Linked DNA regions of Pan troglodytes: all the other regions are linked to region 2. The links are chromatin contacts, called in public HiChIP or PLAC-seq maps. All regions are on one chromosome and are shown on one strand. The core of a region is the stretch at or near the end of the contact, and the rest is flanking DNA. Distances in the headings are between cores, read along the strand shown. Region 1 holds the start of NOP58 (NOP58 ribonucleoprotein). Region 2 holds the start of FZD7 (frizzled class receptor 7). Region 3 holds the start of CDK15 (cyclin dependent kinase 15). Region 4 holds the start of ALS2 (alsin Rho guanine nucleotide exchange factor ALS2).

Region 1 (5,285 bases), core at 2,474-4,973, 230 kb before region 2:
ATAAATTTTAAATACATAAACATGAATTTGTATGTGTACATGGGTTATACATAAAATGTTTTCCTCACTGTAAATGGAAGTTTAAAAAAAACTTCAAGGCCAGGTGCAGTGGCTCACGCCTGTAATCCCAGCACTTTGGGAGGCTGAGGCGGGCAGATCACCTGAGGTCAGGAGTTCGAGACCAGCCTCAACATGGAGAAACCCTGTCACTACTAAACATACAAAATTAGCTGGGCGTGGTGGTGCATGCTTGTAATCCCAGCTACTCGGGAGGCTGAGGCAGGAGAATTGCTTGATCCTGGGAGGCAGAGGTTGCGGTGTGCCAAGATCGCGCCATTGCACTCCAGCCTGGGCAACAAGAGTGAAACTCCGTCTCAAAAAAAAAAAAAAAAACTTCAAAAAACTTCCTAAAGCATTCTCATCAAAGCATGAATTATATGCATCCAATATAATTTTTTTTTTTGAGACGGAGTTGTGCTCTTATTGCCCAGGCTGAAGTGCAATGGCACGATCTCAGCTCACCACAACCTCCGCCTCCCGGGTTCAAGCAATGCTCCCGCCTCAGCCTCCCAAGTAGCTGAGATTACAGGCGCACACCACCACGCCCAGCTAATTTTTCTATTTTTTTAGTAGAGACGGGGTTTCACCATGTTGGTTAGGCTGGTCTCAAACTCCTGACCTTGTGATCCGCCGGCCTCGGCCTCCCAAAGTGCTGGGATTACAGGCATGAGCCACCATGCCTGGCAACCAACATAATTTTATACCCTAGCATTTTGAAAGATTATGGGAAAGGAAACTAATAACTTTGAACCGTATGTCTACTTTTTTAGGAGATAAAATTCACCATATATCATATTAATTTTACATGTATCTTAATATTTGCCCTTTTAAAGTGTACAATTCACTTTTTAGTAGTGCATTTTCACAAAAATGTGCAGCCATCACTAGTTCCAGAACGTTTGTCTTTTATACTCAGAAATGATCAATGTTAATTCCAATAATTACAAACTAATCAATATCAACATATTCGAGCTTAACTAGTTATTTCTTTAGTACTAGGTTACATAAACCACAATTTAATCATTTTGAACAGTAACTTGCAGATAAATAGCACTGCAAACTCCAACGGAATACTCAAAGACATTTTCATGGAGGAGGACACTTTTCATTAATAGAAATGAGTAATTCATCGAGACACGGTTGAGTATTTTAGGACCCAGGTCTAGAAATCCGACCATTGATAAGCCAATTCCTTCCTACCATGGGAGACAACCAGTGCACTGTGCAGAGTTGCTCCTCTTCACATCCGGTACAAGACAGTATACTACGGCAATTAACGGTGAAATTCATCGATAGACACTTACAGACCACATTGGCTAAGAGAATTTGAAGCTATGCAGAACTCTACATGGTAATTTAGATAAGATTCCAAAAAGCTGGAGAAAAGTAAAATTGACATGTTTCGTAGCTCTAAAGGGGACTAAGGAGCTTACTTACAAGTTCCTTAAAACACTAATACGGCAATTGCAGATAACTCCAACTAAGGTAAAAACAAGCAAAACTGCCTTTTCGGTTTTAATGATTTTATTGGTTTTCTTAAAAATAACATTTGACGTATCAAATGCAAACTGCGTATTTTCAAATATCAGAAGTGAAACATGGAGAACTCTGCACCCATCCAGACTTTCTTGCATCCACACCACAAATGGTTTTTTGGTTCATAGCTAAAATTGTATTACATTTATTTTTACCTAGCGTTTTTGCTTTCTACCAACATATACATATGTAGAATATACATAAAAACTTTATTTTTCATTGCTATATTCACAGACCTCAGAAGAGTTGCACCGCACAAGAAAAGGCACTCAATCTCACTCATTCTTCCTAACATCTCAACAGCATCTTGCGATACGAATGTCTTACCATTCAACCATTTCAGTGCTGACGAACTTGTCAAACTTTCCCCACGAAAACAACCAAATCTCAAACTGACATTACCAGCCCAGATGTTTTCCCCTAAGCTTCAAATCTGAAATACTGAACTGCCCGATCTACACAACTGCATTATCAGGTCTAATAGACAACGCAAGCTTCGAAAAGCCCAAACCGGAAATCTTTAGTCCTTCCCCCACAAGAAACTTTCTTAACATCTTATTTAAACCAAAACCCCACATTCAATCTATTAGCCAGTCCTTTCTGTTCTACCTTCACAATTTCTATCGATATTTGTTTCTCTCCATACCAGGCAATTTCATCTTGTCCAAATGAATGCAAAAGTATTCTTGCTGCCGTTCTTATCTCCTCGAGTCTAATCTCCACACAGCAGAGTAACCGTATTAAGACAAATTAGCAGGTCATTCCTCTGCTTAAATCCTTTCGATTGGCCGAGCACGGTGGCTCACGCCTGTAATCCCAGCACTTTGGGAGGCCGAGGCAGGTGGATCGCTTGAGGTCAGGAGTTCAAGACCAGCCTGGCCAACATGGTGAAACCCCGTCTCTACTAAAAAGCAAACAAACAAACAAAAACAACTAGCCAGGCGTGGTGGTGGATGGAGGCCTGTAATCCCAGCTACTCGGGAGGCCAAGGCAGGAGAATCGCTTGAACCCGGGAGACGCAGGTTGCAGTGAGCCAAGATTGCGCCACTGCATTCCAGCATGGGCAACAAGAGCGAAACTCCATCTCAAAAAAAAAAAAAAATCTTTCGATCATTCCTCAAAACATCTAGAATAAAGTCCGAATTCCCTATAATCTGTTAAATTCTAACACGCCTCCTGCCCACCTCTTCAACGGGAGGAAATAAAATCCTCTAATGCAGAACGGGTCTCCCCAAACGGCGGGGCCACGTGTTATACGTAACATGGCTCTCAGGTGTAAAGGCCTTCTCCCTCCTCCCAGAGCCCGGGCTATAACAGGCACCCACGCTACTCTGAGTAGTTCCGTGCTTAAGTCTTTCCCTCTCCTCGTCTGTCCAGCATCCGCCTTCCCCCTTTAACGGCTCGCTCTCCCACCTACCTTAAAGATGGCGTAACCCACAGACGTTTCAAACAGCACCAACATGGTGAGGCCGGGTCAGGGCGCCGCACGGCCCGCCAGAAGCTGTGGAGTCAGTTCAAAAACACCGACTACGCGGCCTCAAAAGGCCTCCTAGGCCGCGGCGGGCAAAGCACAAATGCGCTCGCCGTCCCGCAGAGAATCAGAACACGCTGCCTAAGCCCTCCACGCTGTACTGGAACTAGGACGCACGAACGCGCTACTCCTTCTCTGAGGATTCTGGGATAGCGACGTCACTTCCGACAGAAGACTGCCGCAGAGATTGCCGTCACTTCCAGAATGTTCCCGCCACAGCGGGCTGGGGCGGGCCGAGAAAGTTTGTATCGCGGGATCTAGGGCCTGAACGGAGCCTTTGCGCCTTTTTTTCTTTTTTTGAGGCGGAGTCTCGCTCTGTAACCCAGGCTGGAGTGCAGTGGTGTGATCTCGGCTTGCTGCAACCTCCGCCTCCCGGGTTCAAGAAATTCTCTTAGCCGGGCGCAGTGGCTCACGCCTGTAATCCCAGCACTTTGGGAGGCCGAGGCGGGCGGATCACAAGGTCAGGAGATCGATCGAGACCATCCTGGCTAACACGGTGAAACTCCGTCTCTACTAAAAATACAAAAAATTAGCCGGGTGTGGTTGCAGGCGCCTGTAGTCCCAGCTACTCGGGAGGCTGAGGCAGGAGAATGGCCTGAACCCAGGGGGCGGAGCTTGCAGTGAACCAAGATCCTGCCACTGCACTCCAGCCTGGCGACAGAGCGAGACTCCGTCTCAAAAAAAAAAAAAAAAAAAAAAATTCTCCTGCCTCAGCCTCCCCAGTAGCTGGGACTAGAGGCACACACCACCACGCCCAGCTAATTTTTGTATTTTTAGTAGAGATGGGGTTTCAGCATGTTGGCCAGGATAGTCTCGATCTCTTGACCTCGTGATACGCCCGCCTCGGCCTCCCAAAGTGCTGGGATTACAGGCGTGACCCACTAGGCCCGGCCTTTTTTTTTTTTTTTTTTTTTTTGAGACAGTCTGGCTGTTGCCCAAGCTGGAGTGCAGTGGCACTATCACGGCTCACTGCAACCTCCAACTCCCAGGCTCAAGCGATCCTCCCACTTCACCCTCCGGAGCAGCTGGGACTACAGGCCTGTGCCACCACACCCAGCTAATTTTTTGTAGAGACAGGGTTTCACGATGTTGCCCAGGCTAGTCTCGGACTCCTGACCTCAAGGGATCCTCCCACCTCGGCCTCCCAAAGTGCTGGGATTACAGGCGTGAGCCACCGCGCCCCGCCACCGCTAGAGATTTAAAGGGGAAAAACTTCACGATATTATTTTGTTAACCCTCTATGAATTATATGTTCACTTTGAGAGAAACGAGGAGCTGTTTCGGTGCCAGTCTGCCTCAGGCATCTAGAATTTGAAATGCCAGCTAGTGCCGTTAGACTTTATCCCCTTTCAAGCCCTGCCTTGAGGCGAAGGCCTCAGAATAACACCATTACTGTCACTATATTTGTGAGCATTCCTGGCCGTTCTTTTCTGTCTGGCCAAATGAATTATTAGCACAGTTTTCTTTCAATAAGCCTCTCCTATTTTTGCTGCATTTGTTAAAATGACCCCAGGGTATGAATTTAGAATGTCTTTTTTTTTTCTTTTTCTTCTTTGTTTTTTTTGAGACGGAGTTTCACTCTTGTTGCCGAGGCTGGAGTGCAGTGGTATGATCTCTGCTTACTGCAACCTCTGCCTCCCGGGTTCAAGCAATTCTCCTGCCTCAGCCTCCCGAGTAGCTGGGATTATAGGCATGTACCACCATGCCTGGCTAATTTTGTATTTTTAGTAGAGATGGGGTTCCTCCATGCTGGTCAGGCTTGTCTCGAACTCCCGACCTCAGGTGATCCACCCACCTCGGCTTCCCGAAGTGCTGGGATTACAGGCATGAGCCACTGTGCGGGGCTGAATTTAGACTGTCTTCTTGATTTAGTGTTACTTACTTTTCTGGAAGCCTTTCAGTCTCAGGGACTGGGATTAAATACCCCAGTTGTTTCACAAGTCTGTCTTCCAACAGGGGTAAAATTTCCTTACTCACTTCCCAGGCCCTATATGCAGATTGTTCCTAATCATTAAATTGCAACCTGCTGGGAGAATTGCTTGAACCCAGGAGGCGGAGGGTGCGGTGAGCCGAGGTGGCACTACTGCACTCCAGCCTAGGCGACACAGCGAGACTCCATCTAAAAAAAAAAAAATTGCAACCTGCTCAAGATTGTGGA
Region 2 (4,725 bases), core at 2,205-4,704:
AAAGTAACTTGTACACTTTACAGTACCCTCTATGATTGGCATTTAAAAACTGTTCTGAGAAACAGAACAGTTGCAAGATTAGAGGGTAGTGTCAAAGGTGGGATAAAGGTTAGCTCCCATGATTCTCTGCTAAGCTTTACCCCATCATGCAAAAGAATCCGAGTTCTATTACAGAAAAAAAGTACATGATTTAAGATTAATAAATTTAAGTCTTCCAGCACATTTCAAAGAACTCCAGAATCACTTTGAAGTTTACCTTCTTTTAATGACTTTCTTTAAAGATGGGGCCCATGGTTCAAACCTTCCTCTTCGTTCACTATGGTATCTGCTGATCGCCTCCCAACCCAACCACACAGAGACAGGGTCAGCATATGGATGATGTTTAATAAACAGATTGATGGAACCAAGAAAACAGGACAAAATGGCTCTTTGTTTTTTTTTTTAATTAACTTTCCTTTATTATGAGGCTGAAGGCATTATGTTTTTTACCTCAAAGGATCCAAATGGGAGAAAAAAATAGAAAAGAAACCTAAATATAGGCTTATAGCAAGAAAAAATAAATGAAGGGAGAGATTTCCCTGAATATTTTAACATAGTCTGTTGGATCATGTGTTCCGAATTAAATTTATTTAAAACAGACAACAAAACCTCTTACATTTCCTTTAGCGAAGTCAGAACCTCTGGCTTAACGGTGTGTGACAGCACACTGCTCTTCACTTTTCCTTAAAAAGGAATGTTTATCTCAACCAAATTAACAACCAAGGGGAAACCTCAGATTTGCGCTGCTTTGCCTATAAAAGTTGCTGTCGTCACAGTTATGCCTTTTCACAGGGAGACACTTTTGTTTCCTCTTTTGTCTCTTACAACAAAGACAAGGGGAAAAATGCATTCCTGTTTTGAAAAGCAACAAGTCATCACTTGTTTTCAGGGTATTAGACCAAATAAAACACCCGTCTTTCTGCCTCCTGCCTTCCCCAGAAAATGAAAAAGTAGCAAAAATACCTACTCCACGTCTCCTTGGCCTTATCTCAAAATGTTATCATCATTTCTTTTGCATCCTCACATTAGGATTCTAGCAGGCAGGCCTCCCAAGACTTCCAAATGCTTATTTTACAAGACTTGAAAGCAGTACGGGAGGAAAAACAGGCGGGAGGGGGCAGGGGAGGAGAGACCGTAATGTCTGACCCTGGAAATTAACCCATCTGGGCTCCAGTTTGGCCCCAGTGAAAAGAGATTATGGTTTGACCACTGCTTGACAAGCACACCGCAGGAGGCCCTCCCTCTTTCCAACAAAGCAGCCACCGCAGACAGGGCTGTACCTTTCCCAGGGCCTCACAGGGGTCTGGACAGGCCACTCGCCCTGCAGCAGGGGGATCACTCACAGTCCCCGTTCAGCCTCGGAGCCGGGAGAAACTCACAGCAGTCTCTGCTGGTCTCAACCTTCTATTAGGCCCAAGCTGGCCCGTACCTTTGACGATTCACATCACCGTTATCATCATCTTCCTGCAAGTCTTTGCCTGAAATCTTTTCATCCAAACCGCTTTCCACGCAGGTCTCTTCCAAATCACCCCTCGCCCCAAATCTGCAAAGAACTTCTCACTTCCAGGTCACTTCTCAGTAGAGGGGGAGAAAGTTACAGAAACAGGCCCCCACTCAGCAGTTCTTTTCCCTACCGTGCCTCTCCTCTTGCAAGAGGGCAGGGGTGGGAAAGGTGGGGAGGGGCCGGGGCTCATACCGCAGTCTCCCCCTTGCTGCTGTGGCTAAGTCTGTGGTAGAAGCGGCGCCACGACTGCAGGGTCTTGCCCGACCAGATCCAGAAGCCAGTGGTGATGCCGACGATCATGGTCATCAGGTACTTGATCATGAAGACGGTGAAGTCGGGGCTCATGGGCGGGAAGTGGCCGGGCGGGCAGGGCACGGCATAGCTCTTGCACGTCTGCAGGAGCCAGGTGCGCTCCCAGTGCTCGCGGAAGGCCTGCTCGTAGAAGTAGCAGGCCAGGACGATGGTGGCGGGCACTGTGTAGAGCACGCTGAAGACGCCGATGCGCACCATGAGCTTCTCTAGCTTCTCGGTCTTGGTGCCGTCGTGTTTCATGATGGTGCGGATACGGAAGAGGGACACGAAGCCGGCCAGCAAGAAGGACGTGCCTATGAAGAGGTAGACGAACAGAGGCGCCAGCACGAAGCCCCGCAGCGCGTCCACACTGGAGAGGCCAACGTAGCACACCCCGCTGAGCAGGTCCCCGTCTACCTGGCCCATGGCCAGGATAGTGATGGTCTTGACGGCGGGCACGGCCCACGCGGCCAGGTGGAAGTACTGCGAGTTGGCCTCGATGGCCTCGTGGCCCCACTTCATGCCGGCCGCCAGGAACCAAGTGAGAGACAGAATGACCCACCAGATGGAGCTGGCCATGCCGAAGAAGTAGAGCACCATGAAGAGGATGGTGCAGCCCTCCTTCTTGGTGCCCTGCGCCACCGTGCGGTAGCCATCGTCCGAGAAGCGCTCCACGCACACGGCGCGGTCCTCCAGAAGGAAGCCGGCCACGTGCGCCACGGCCACCATGAAGTAGCAGCCCGACAGGAAGATGATGGGCCGCTCTGGGTAGCTGAAGCGCCGCATGTCCACCAGGTAGGTGAGAACGGTAAAGAGCGTCGAGGCGCAGCACAGCACCGACCACACGCCCACCCAGAGGCGGGCGAAGCGCCTCTCCTCCTCCTTAAAGTACATCAGGCCGTTGGCACGGCCCGGTTCGCACGGGGCGCCGCAATCGCGCTCACCCAGGAAGCGGTAGCCCAGGTAGGGGGGCACCTTGAGCTGACGGGGGCATGAGAAGGGGAAGGCGGGACGCCCCCTGCCATCTGAGGCCCCCGGGGGCAGCGCGGTGAAGGGCAGGTCCGGCAGGTAGGGCGCGGTAGGGTAGGCAGTGGGGCCGCCGCCTGGGCCCCCGGAGCCGTCCGACGTGTTCTGGCCCACGCAGATCTCGCCCGCACCGTGCACCGGGAAGTTCTCGCAGCGCAGCCGCTCGGGCCACTGGAAGCCGAACTTGTTCATGAGCGCCTCGCAGCCCTGGCGGGCGCGCTCGCACAGAGAACGACACGGCGGGATGGCCTGATCGAGCACGGTGCACACGGGCGCATACATGGAGCATAAGAAAAAGCGGAGTTCGGGAGAACACTGCACCTTCACCAGCGGGTAGAACTGGTGCACCTCGAGGCCCGCGTCCTCTTGGTTCGTGTGGCCCAGCAGGTTGGGCAGGATGGTCTGGTTGTAGGCGATGTCCGTGCACAGCGGGATGGAGATGGGCTGGCAGAAGCCGTGGTCCGGCACGGAGATGCCCTTCTCTCCGTGGTACGGCTGCGCCCCGGCGCCCGCGGACAGTGCGCCCAGCAGCGCCAGCACCAGGGCACAGAGGCCCAGGGACGAAAGCGGAGCGGCCGCGCCGGGGTCCCGCATCGCCGGCCGCGAGTGCAGCGCTGCTCTCAGCCTGAGGAGTGCGACGAGGCGGTTGGGAGAGGCTTGGATGCGGGGAGGCGCCGCCGCGCCCGGCGCATGAGAGTCCTCACGGCGCCGGGGCCCGGCCGTGGGCGGCGTGGAGCAAAGGGCGCTGCCGCCTGGGTGCCCGCGCCGCGGAGGCGCCGCAGACGCCGCCGCCCTGCACTCGCAGGGCCGCCGGGGGCCCAAAACTCGTCAGCCTGGGTTGGGGGCGCCGAGGAGGGCCGCCTCGCTCTCCCCGCGGGGACGTAACGGTGCGGCTTCCTCCGCCGCGAGGAGCAACAAGCGGCTCCGGCACCCTTCAAAGTTTGCCCAAGTCTCTGGACCCCCGGCGCACGGCAGCGCGCACGCCCCCCGCGCCTGGTCCGGTCCCCGCTAGGAGAACCCCTGCCGCCGCCGCCCGCTCGCCCCGGCCGCCGCCTCTGCGGGGCTGCCCCGCCTCCTGGCCTCGAGGCTCCGCTCGCCGCCGCCTCCTTCGCCTCCTCCTCCACACCCCGCTCCTTCTTCAGCCCCAAAAGCTCGGCCCCAAGTTTCAGCCAAACGGCCGGCTCTTGCTGAGTCCGATCTCGGCCCCGGAGTCGGGAGCACGGCGAGTTCTTTTTGGAAACCCAGTCACACTGCGTCCGAAACCGCGAGGCGCTCGTGCCCGCGGCCTGGCCCCGGCCCCTCCAGCCCCTCGCAGCCCCAGCAGCGAGTCCTGGCGCCCGCCGCCGCCGCCCGCCGGGAGTGAGCGCCGACTAACGCCTCGGAGTCGCGCTGATCGCCAGAAGAAGCGTCGGGCTCGCGGGGTTCCGGGCCGGCCCGCCCCCTCCCCTCCCCTCCCCCCATTCACAAACCACTCCGGGGGCGGCCCCAGGCTCCGGCGGCCCAATGGCGGCCTTTGTTTTTTCGGTGACCGCCTTCGGATTGGGCGGAAGTCGGAAGGGGCGGGCGCGGGAGCGGCGGAGGCGGTGTCCGCGGCGCTCTGGGCGGATTCCTGAGGGGAGGGGCGGGGGACTGGGAGGGAAAAGTTCGGAAAAACTTTTACCCTGAATTCGCTCAGGGGGGAAAACGCGCAGAAAGGGAATTTGCTTCAAAGATTTGTTCCTCTTCCTGGTGCACTCAGATGCGCATTCCTGAGCAGGGGCGCCTTCGCCAGCGGCGTTTGAGGGGAGCGAGGACCGCGCAGCGCCCCTTCGGGGAGAGACGTGACCAGGAGTCGCGTTAGGACTGCAAAGGCTGGCTCTGGCGGG
Region 3 (4,736 bases), core at 237-2,736, 230 kb after region 2:
CCAGCTTCTCCAAGTTCAAGTAAGATGAGGCTGCCCCAAAAGGGAGGCTCTTCCTCTGCTCTAGGGGAATGGGGAAAAGGAGCGGGTGAAAGGGAAGAGAGAAAGAGCACTTTTTTTAGTGTTGACTTTTTTTCCCCAGGGAAATTAGACAGCATTGCCAGAGCAGACTTGGGAAGGCTCGCTCAGTAATTGCCCTGGAAGCAAGGGCCAGCCTCCGTAGACAAGCTCACATTAAATTCTTCTTGATCAACATCAGCTGCTCACTCACCCACTGAAAACCCTGCCTCAGATCCTCTTCCTGAAAAGAATCACTGTTACTCCGTGGCCTTTTACTCTTGAACTTCTGGGCACGGACAGCTTGAAGTCCCCTGGGGTGAAATGAAGTCATGGAACATGATGCTTCTTTTAGGTCTGTTAGCTAGAGAAAAAAGAAAGAGCAGAAATAAAATTTATGCAAAGTAAAGATTCAGTGCCTGGTAAAACCATTTTTTCTTTATTTGCCTCATTTTCACTCTTCAAATGTTTTCTAAGCTTCCTGTACCCCCAAAAGGCACTTTTCTTGAAAGATCCCTGAAAAAGACCATAATGGTATCAACTCCTGAAATACTACATTCTTTCTTCACCTAAAAATGTGTCTTTAACATTCAGGTTAACCTAAATCTCTTTGATGGATGTTTTGCAACTTTTTTCTGATTAAGTCTGGCTTTTTTTTTTCATGTCCACTTAATTTATTGCTGTAGGGGAATAATCTATGGCATTGCTAATAATCATGAACTAATTACTAAAGTTTCAAATCCATAGCATACCAACTAATACTGCAGCTTGCCTTTTAAGTTTCAGCTCTGTAATTTAGGACCTTAGAGATTTTGAGAGAACTACTTTCTCGACTTCAAGCCAAGTGAGTTTCGTGCAGCCCAAAGCCAAGGATTATTTTTCCCTTTTGGTTTACAAGAAATTCCCCAAATTTGATAACTACAGCCATAAATTTTCTGTGACTTTAATAGAATTTTCATTTTATTGGTTTAGACCTACCGCAGAAGAATCAGACCCCGCTACAAAAAGGGAGTGTCTGAACTCCTTGGTTTATCAATAGAGAAAGATGCTCTCTCCTGGGATACAAATACCTTGAACGCAGCCTCCGTGGTCTCAGGCTGACTCCTCCGACAGCTGTGTGCCTCGCCTCCCTCTGAACAACGATAGCAGCTGCATCCAGGCTGTACAGTCTTTGCACACAGCTCTTGACCCATAATCTTCTAGGTTCAAGGAGAAAACCCGCACTTGAACCTTTCCCCCACTGCCTCTCCTATCCTTGTTCTCTCCCTTTTTGCCAGAGGTCAGCAGCGTGGAGCTTTCATATGACTCACATGATGGCTCTGCCTGGAGCAGCCTCACAACTTCAGCAGTTTTTCCTTATCAGTGCAAGAAACTCCACATCAGACAGGGATTGCTTGCATTCAGATGTGCACAACTGAAAACGAGGCAGCTGCTATTGAATAGAATGAAATTTGGCACAGTTAAGGTTCTTGTTCTGGCCACAAGTTACTGCTATTGGTATACATAGTTTTTAGGGATTGACATTGCTTATCTATGCAATGATATTTATATGATATCATTGATGGTGATATTGATATTAGGTTTTCCTGATGCTAAAGTGGACATGTTGAGGAGTATTTTTCTCCCTACCTTTTATCTGAAAGCATTTTGGTTTTCAGACTTTAAAACAAATTTGCTACCTAGCTAACTTTTAGTAGTCAAAGAAACCACAGAATCATAAAACAGGAAAAAAGTTGAAGATATCTACTGCATCTCTTTGCCTTCAAACAATAGTGTGTCCAATAGTCTTAGAAGGGTTGCCATTCATTCATTTATTCAAAAACTATGTGGTGAGCACCTATGTTGTTCTTAACTGTACAAATGATGATATTAGCCAATGGTGATGGAGAGAGAGGAGTTTGAATGAAATACTTTCTTCCTTTCTTGCTTGCTTCCTTCCACATATATGTAATTAATGTTTACTATATGTAAAGTACTATATTAATAGCACAACATGTCAAGGAATCTGGCTTAAATTGGTTTGCAGTCTGTAGTCTTCAAATGCAACACTTTTCTCTGTTAGATTCCTAAGATTATTGCCACTATAATGTACTAATCATAAAGTGAGACAGAATGGAGGATATATAAACAATCATTATTAAGGGAAAAAATAAGAGTTATGTCTATTATCACAACAATATTTATGAATATTTGATATTCGAACCTCATGATGGTTTTTTTAAATGTTCAGGTAATTTCATTATGAGCATGTATTTTTTCATTTCAAAATTGCCACAAGAGAAGAGACTTAAGCCAATTCCAAGATTCAATCTAGAGATATTTTTTGAAAAAAAAAAAAAAAGAAGAAGAAGAAAAGGAAGACTACTTGGCTCAAAGACCATTCAACTTTTTTTTTTTTTTTTTTTGAGACAGAGTCTCGCACTGTCGCCCAGGCTGGAGTGCAGTGGCGCAATCTCGGCTCACTGCAAGCTCCGCCTCCCGGGTTCACACCATTCTCCTGCCTCAGCCTCCTGAGCAGCTGGGACTACAGGCGTCTGGCACCGCACCCGGCTAATTTTTTGTATTTTTAGTAGAGACGAGGTTTCACCGTGTTAGCCAGGATGGTCTCGATCTCCTAACCTTGTGATCCACCCACCTTGGCCTCCCAAAGTGCTGGGATTACAGGCGTGAGCCACCGCACCCGGCCAAAGACCATTAAAGTTTTGACTGACAACTGAGAGAGTGAAAAGCTAGTTTCTCAGAATATTTAATTCCATTTGAATTTATAATAATATAATTATAATACATTTTATCAGAAATGCTAATTTCTTCCTAAAAGATTGTGAATTTCATCACATAAAAGTTATGTCCCAGGTCAAGTTTATGATGTCTTTTCTTGCATTTTTTTTTTTTTTTTTTTTTTGGAAACAGGGTCTCCCTCTGTCTTCCAGGCTGGAATCCAGCTAGGTGATCACTGTTCACGGCAGCCTCAGCCTCCTGGGCTCAGTGATCCTCCCACCTCAGTCTTCCGAGTAGCTAGCTGCAGGCCTGTGCCAAGACAACCAGCTAATTATTTTTTATAGACACAGGGTCTCACTATGTTGCCCAGGCTTGTCTTCAACTCCTGGCTTCAAGCATTCGTCCTACCTCAGCCTCCCAAATAGCTGGAACTGGGGGTGCACGCCACCATGCCTGGAAAATTTTTTTATTATTTGTACAGACAGAGGTTTCACTATGCTACGTAGGCTTGTCTCCAAATCCTGAGCTCAAGCGATCTTCCTGCCTCCCAAAGTGCTGGAAATACACGCGTGAGCCACAGCATTGGCCTATAGCCTGATTATTAAAGGTGTAAATTGCTATGTTTAGATACTAGAATTAACTACTTTTTTTTTTTTTCTTCCAGAGACAGGGTCTTGCTTTCTTGCTCAGGCTGGAGTGCAGAAGCTATTCACAGGCATGCACCGCGTACCTGTCTAGAACTCCTGGGCTCAAGCAATCCTCCCACCTCTGCCTCCCAAATAGCTGAAACTACAGGTGTGTGCAACCACACTGGCTTTATAGTCTTGTTTAAAGCCAAGGAAAAATATCTGATGACTTCTTAAGATGTTTTCTTGCTGTGTTAGAAATAGCTTTTGTTCTGAAAGATTTCTGAAAGACAAAAGACTTAGATGATTTCATTTAGCATTGTGCATTAGGCTCAGCTTCTGAACCACTCCAGATTGGCTTGGCTGTACCTCCTTTAGCAGCCTGGTCGCCATCATAGCAACAGAGGCCATTTCTGGGGTCTTGAAGCACACTCATTGTTGCTGCCACCTCCCCCCGTCATAGGACAAGGAGCCCCAACACATGAAGCTGACTGACCAGGAGAAACCCTTGTGCTTGCCCACCAGCCTAAATAGACCAAGAGCCAGAGAGGCTCAGGCTTCTCTAGCAACTGCTTGCGAGGGCCAAGTGATACAATCCAGAACTGCAGGAAGTTCCATGGAGCACGCTTCCACCATTGGGAAGCCAGAGATGTTGTGGAGCTGAGATCAGCTCAGAAACATGCTCCATTTGTGGAGTGTCACTTGAGCCTGGGAGTTTGAGGTTGCAGTGAGCTGTGATTGCATCATGCACTCCATCCTGGGCAAAAGAGTGAGACCCTGTCTCAAAAAAAAAAAAAAAAAGAGAGAGAGATGAAAGATGAAAGAAAGAAAAAAAGAAAGGGAAAAAATCTTCCATTTATAAGGTTGATGCAAAAGTAATTACAGTTTTGCCATTACTTTCAATGGCAAAAACCACAATTACTCTTGCACCAACCTAATAATCCTAATATTTGCTCTCTCCTTCTCCTCACTTCTACTTCCCTAGGATTGCACAAACTGCCCCTACAACCCTACCCCTTTTGCTTCAGGCTCTGTTTTCAGGGAATTTGTGTTAAGACAAATGGTAGCCACTTTTTAAATTGGCAGTGAACATTTTAGGTTACTGATCATTTCAGGCTAGCTTCTCCACCTACCACATTTTTGGAGTTCTTTTTCCTTTCTCAAGTGGTGTGAATTCAAATTACTATGTTTAGTTAAAAGTTGCCATTTTTTTCCAGTCTTTGCATTCTATCTTTATTAAATTTAGCCAAATATAACATTTCTAGAATATGTTGATTATCACAGCATTCAACAGATTATATGAGAAATAATGTAAAATCTATGTTATAAACATCGAAA
Region 4 (5,238 bases), core at 898-3,397, 250 kb after region 2:
CACTTTCCTTTTTCAGGTCTTTTCTTGATCCAGGAGAGATTTAACCAAGAGTCTTGACACATTTTAAGGTCCTATAACATATGCTACCTGGAAGCTTCATCTACGTAACAAGAACCTTGGCTTCTATAACCCCCTTCATTTTAACTCAAACATTTCTTTCTGCTAACTTCAACTCTTTAGGAAAAGCTTAGCTTTTTCAACCCATCATAAAGTCTCTGAATCCACCTATAATCTGTGAGCACCACCGGCCCCCCATGTATTGATCTATGTCTTTGCCTATAACTTCTGTCTCTCTAAAATGTATAAAACCAAGCTATAACCCAACCACCCTGGGCACATGTTCTCAGGACTTCTTGAGGCTGTGTCCCAGGCCATGGTTACTCATGTTTCGATCAGAGTATATTTAACCTCTTCAAATATTTTATAAAGTTTGTCTTTTTTCATCAACAGAACAAAGTCTTTCCTTTGGGGAGATTAGGGATCCTGAGTTCAGGATCTTCTAAGAAGAAAGAGGGAGAAGAAAAGGACTCGGTGAAAAGGAGCCGGGCTCGGTGGCTCGCGCCTGTAATCCTAGCACCTTGGGAGGCTGAGGCACGTGGATCAATTGAGGTCAGGAGTTCGAGACCAGGCTGGCCAACATGGTGAAATCCCATCTCTACTACAAACACAAAAATTAGCCGGGTGTAGTGGCGGGCACCTGTAATCCCAGCTATTTGGGAGGCTGAGGCAGGAGAATCGCTTGAACCTGGGAGGCGGAGGTTGCAGTGAGCCGAGATCGCGCCACTGCACTCCAGCCTGGGCGACAGATCGAGACTCCCTGTAAACAAAACAAAACAAATCAAAACTGGTTGCAGGTAGGTTTTGTGGTAGTGGCTGATGGGATTTGGGATTTAAGGAAATTCACCTCTAGTGGTCTCACTTTCCTCAGAGATGTAAGAGACAAAATTTTTTATTTTTATTTTTACCAAAGCGGGTGAGTGAGTAGAGTTCAGTAAGAGGTTAGAAGAGCGTGAGGGCTGGGAACAGCAGGGGAGGGGAATAGGAGATAATCTGAGTAGCAATGTGTAAACGTGACTGTCTTAGGCTCAGCAATATTGCGTAGTCGCACATGGAAGTCCCGACTGAAGTTGGACACTTTTCGTTCGCAGTGGTGCCAATTTTCAGGGTTGTGTGATTTTCTGCACCGATGCAGGAGTGTGCAAGGTTGGTTGAACTGTTGCAGACTAACAGTTTTGCAGGTGGGCGAAGGATCAGGGAGGAAATTGAGTTGAGGGTGTTGGTGAATAGGATATAGGAGTTTCAGAACCCGACTACACATCTGTCGTTGATGGTCTAAATATTTGCATGTTTGCAGGTCCAGCGATGGCACAATGCCTAGCAGCAGAAGGTTTCCACCCACTGTGCGACATGAGTGGCAGCCCTGGAAAATCATAAAATCATGGGAGGACTTGAGAGTGCAGGCTGGGTGGGGTGGGACTGTGGCTGCGAAAAACAGTGTTATGAAACTGCGCGGGACAAGAAAGCTGATTTTACTGATTGTATATTGGGGAGTACTACGGGAATCACTGGAGAGGCCACTTCATTTTCTCCTATCCCACCCCATCTTTTGGGGTTGCAACTAACCAGTAAGTTTACACATTGAGAATACAATGGCGAAACGGGGCCGCGAGGCGATGACGTCATTCGCGGGAGTTTGGGGGAGAAGCGACCACTGTTAGGGTACTGTCCATAAAGGCAATTTGAAAATATTTCAGCCTTTTTACTTTTATACTTCCGGCCCTTGCAGTTTGAGGTGGTAACAAACGACTGCTGCTCCCAACCACTTTCACCACTGCCTGTTACCATGGAAGCGCTCGGGTAGCTAGGCTTGGACGACTCTATTCTACGTCATCATCAAAGCGCATCTCAGGAATGATAGCTCCGCCCTAAACTAAGGGAGAGGCTGTGCTCCCAAGTACGTAGCCTGCAGTGCCTAACGCATTCTCAGTAATTTTGACCCCCAACAGACGCCGTCGACAGTCTCCCAAGAACAATTCCCAGGAGCTCGGATTCCAAGAGCCGCCCGCGCCCTCGTTTACCCTCGCTAGTCGCCCTGCAGCCCCGCCCTGTCCGGAGGCCCCGCCCTCCATGAATCAGCTGATCCCGCGGACCCACTGGGTTGCCAAGCTCGCGCCGGATGCGGAGCGCGGTGCTGCCGGTGGAGCTTCAGGTGAGCGAGCGTGGGTCCCGGGTTGGCTATTGGCTAAGGAGGGCTTATCGGCTGGGACCCCTTGTATGCGGAAGGCCGGGGACAGGGAGCTAGGCGGAGGCTGTGGTCGAGGCCGGAGAGCGCCCTGCGGGGGCCTGCGGAGACGGCGCCCGCATTTTCCCAGCTCTGGGTGCGATCGACTGCTCCTGCCGGTCCAGCAGCGCCCGAGGCGGCCCCTGCCTTGGCCCCAGGTTCTCCCACTTGCCCCGGTCTCTCCCTCGCCAGACTGGGCGCCGCTGCAGTGGTCTCAGCTGCGTGAAATTCCTTCAAGTCCCCTCTTCCCGCCTCCACCCACGCTGCCTTCCAGCTATTCATTCACGAGAATTTCTTGAATGCCCACACTAGGCGCTGAGCTGATAAACTGGGGTCCGTGGCCGGGAACCCTGCTGAGTGTCCCTGGCGGCCTTGCCACAGGGTGCAAATCGCGTTGAAGAGTGGACCAAGGGCTACTTGAAAAGGCGGTTGCGGAGAAAGAAAATGGCTTTGATAATAAGAATTAGTAGTTTAGGCAAGTCTTTGAGCCTATCAAGTAATTCATCAAGAGGAGAAGATAAGTTATTTTGAGAAGCGAAGCCAGAAAAATAACACAGGTCCTTGACGCTGGTGTTCGTCCTCGGATAATAGGGCTACTTTGGAGACAGGCAACAGTAGACTGGTAGAATCGTACTATTGCTTAAGGCTTTGATGGTGGAAGAGAAAAAACACTCTTGTTGAAGTGGCATATCCAAGAACAGTGCTTTCTTTCTGGTTTAGGATGGAGAAGGAACTGACTGCTGTACCCAAGTGAAGATCTTTACTCAGTTACCCTTATATTTGGCTATATGGAATAAAATTGTGTGATATGTTTATTCTGAGCAGGTACAAAACTTCAGCAAACCTATTGGTCCCACATTTCCCCCCCCCCCCCATTTATCATATGATTTGGAGTGACCGGTTGACCTTTGAATTAATGAATAATTTAAAGCAGTGAAAAATTTGTTTTTGCAGTAAACTACAGTGTTTTAACCTTGATAACATAAGCATAGTGGTTAAGAGTCTAGGCTTTGTATCTGAACATACCCAGAGTCACATCCATTTACATCTTTGATTTTGGGCAAGTTATTTAATCTCTCTGCCTCAGTTCTCTTGTCTCTAAATTGGGGATAAAAATGTTTTCCTGATAACAGTACCTTTACATGTAATGGTTCATGTATCGTATTTATTACAGTGCCTGTTTTATGGTAAATATTCAATACATATTAGCTGTTTTTATAGTTAATTCCACCCACTACATCATGATCCAAACTGACTCTTTTCTTAAGTGATGGGGAAGGGAACTGAATATTTTAAGGAAGTAGCTATAAAATATGATTTCAAGTTGTTCTGTAGTAATTTTGGTGTTCCATAAGGACATTTTAATGTGAAAAAGATACTGACAGAATCTATACATGGTTTGAATTTATTAGTTTCTAAACTATGACCAGTATTAGCAGATTTAAAATTCATAATTATAGCAAGAAAACGTCAAAGTTGTTTAATAGTGTTAAAATTTGAAACTGTAATGATCCAGAAAAATGAAATACCAAACCGATAATTTTGGGAAAAAAACAAAACTTGAGTGGCATTATGCAGGCTATTTACTTTTTAAATGTACACAATATAAACAGGAATCCCTTCTCTCCAAATTTCAGTTTTTCAGAATTTGGGCTGTCATTTGAAACACTTACTTTGGGCACTTTGACTGTTAAAGAAGCAAAGGGTATGCTAAGAACTTCAATGAGTCTTGATGTTAGTGTTTTTGTAATTAGGTGGAATCTCCTACCTTTTCATGAAAACTGTAGGTTTAAAGCAGTAGCTGCTGGGTCCATTCTAATGATAATCTCAAAAATGTGACTGACTTGTAAAAAACTACAATTATTTATTAATGTGAGACTAGGTAAAGTATGAGTTGAAAAACTAGGAAGAAAGGCAGAGTGGTGATTTTTAAGCTTGTATAAAGGAAGGCCCGCTTTGGGTACTATGAGGTACCTTTCTCACTCAGAGGCATGCTGTGAGGATTTGTGACTTTTAAATCATTTAGCTCTTTTTATAACTTTGTGGAATTAAATCTACCACGTATTTCAAGTGTATTCAGGATATGAATTTTCCTGGTAGAGTTTTAACAGATTTTTTTCTCTTAACCCGTCATTGATGACCAAACAATTTTGTTGTCTGTAATAAGAAAGTACTCGGTTTTGTAGGGTGTCAGTCCTTAAGAAAATGTTAGGTAGTCATCAATAAAATAGCAACAATCTCTGGCTTGTTTCTTTTTCATATTGCATTTAATTTTCCTTTCCCTGTCTCTTATTCGTCTGTATATGTGATGGTGCTTTCTTTAGCTTATGTCTTGATGTTTGCCTGCATGTAGCTGAACTGATTGATCCAGGTGGGTAGAGGAAAACATATTTAAATTGGTAGTTTTTGGAGCTATTGTATACTTCTTTCAAATTTGAAGAAAATTTACAGTTTTCTCAATACCTATGAGAAAAAGACTGGGGTTTGTTGGCAGAGTTTCGCTTAGCTGCTAGTGAATTATGTCCAGAGAGAAGATCAGCTTTCATCTCATTAATTCCACAAATTGATCATCTCATGTTTCCCTTAATTATCACGTTTTAAATATTTTTCTTTTGAGTCATCACACAGTTCTTCAGTTCACATGGCCTCCCTATCAGGAAGGGAGTGGTTTAGACCCAATAATGGCATTTGGGTGGGCTAACATTCACTCCAGGATTTTTTTTTCTTCCACAGCATAACTTTTTGTAGAGCCAAGATCTTAACTAAACTTGGGGCAATTGGCTAAGCAAACATATAACAAGGATGATTATAGCAGCTCTTTAAAAGAGCAATAAAGTAGAGCAATCCAACTGTAAAGATTAGTGGGGAAATGGATAGACTGGTTTATTCATGCAATTCAATACTATCTTCTCATAAAAATGAATGAGCTAGATCTATACTTACCAACATATATACAT

The links. HiChIP or PLAC-seq counts read pairs in DNA pulled down with a chosen protein or histone mark.
Region 1: a contact with region 2 is called in an H3K4me3 HiChIP or PLAC-seq map of stem cell-derived excitatory neurons, with 2.8 times the contacts expected there. The contact joins the promoter of NOP58 here to the promoter of FZD7 in region 2. A contact is called at or near these places in 1 of 7 Hi-C or Micro-C datasets (induced pluripotent stem cells) and 1 of 1 datasets of contacts at active chromatin or transcription factors (stem cell-derived excitatory neurons).
Region 3: an H3K4me3 HiChIP or PLAC-seq map of stem cell-derived excitatory neurons shows a contact between it and region 2, with 6 times the contacts expected there. The contact joins the promoter of CDK15 here to the promoter of FZD7 in region 2. A contact is called at or near these places in 4 of 7 Hi-C or Micro-C datasets (blood, induced pluripotent stem cells and stem cell-derived neural progenitor cells), 1 of 1 datasets of contacts at active chromatin or transcription factors (stem cell-derived excitatory neurons) and 1 of 1 other capture datasets (stem cell-derived neural stem cells).
Region 4: an H3K4me3 HiChIP or PLAC-seq map of stem cell-derived excitatory neurons shows a contact between it and region 2, with 4 times the contacts expected there. The contact joins the promoter of ALS2 here to the promoter of FZD7 in region 2.

Annotation. Positions count from the first base shown.
Region 1 is chr13:104,292,943-104,298,227 of NHGRI_mPanTro3-v2.0_pri, reverse strand. It overlaps NOP58 (NOP58 ribonucleoprotein), which reads right to left and starts at 3,723. Exons shown (of 15, transcript XM_516036.8): 1 at 3,014-3,723. The coding sequence starts at 3,058.
Region 2 is chr13:104,063,756-104,068,480 of NHGRI_mPanTro3-v2.0_pri, reverse strand. It overlaps FZD7 (frizzled class receptor 7), which reads right to left and starts at 3,454. Exons shown (of 1, transcript XM_009444007.4): 1 at 1-3,454. The coding sequence starts at 3,454. The coding sequence ends at 1,730.
Region 3 is chr13:103,834,186-103,838,921 of NHGRI_mPanTro3-v2.0_pri, reverse strand. It overlaps CDK15 (cyclin dependent kinase 15), which reads right to left and starts at 1,486. Exons shown (of 14, transcript XM_009444001.5): 1 at 1,125-1,486; 2 at 269-418; 3 at 1-55. The coding sequence starts at 1,247.
Region 4 is chr13:103,808,739-103,813,976 of NHGRI_mPanTro3-v2.0_pri, reverse strand. It overlaps ALS2 (alsin Rho guanine nucleotide exchange factor ALS2), which reads left to right and starts at 2,147. Exons shown (of 34, transcript NM_001079920.1): 1 at 2,147-2,209.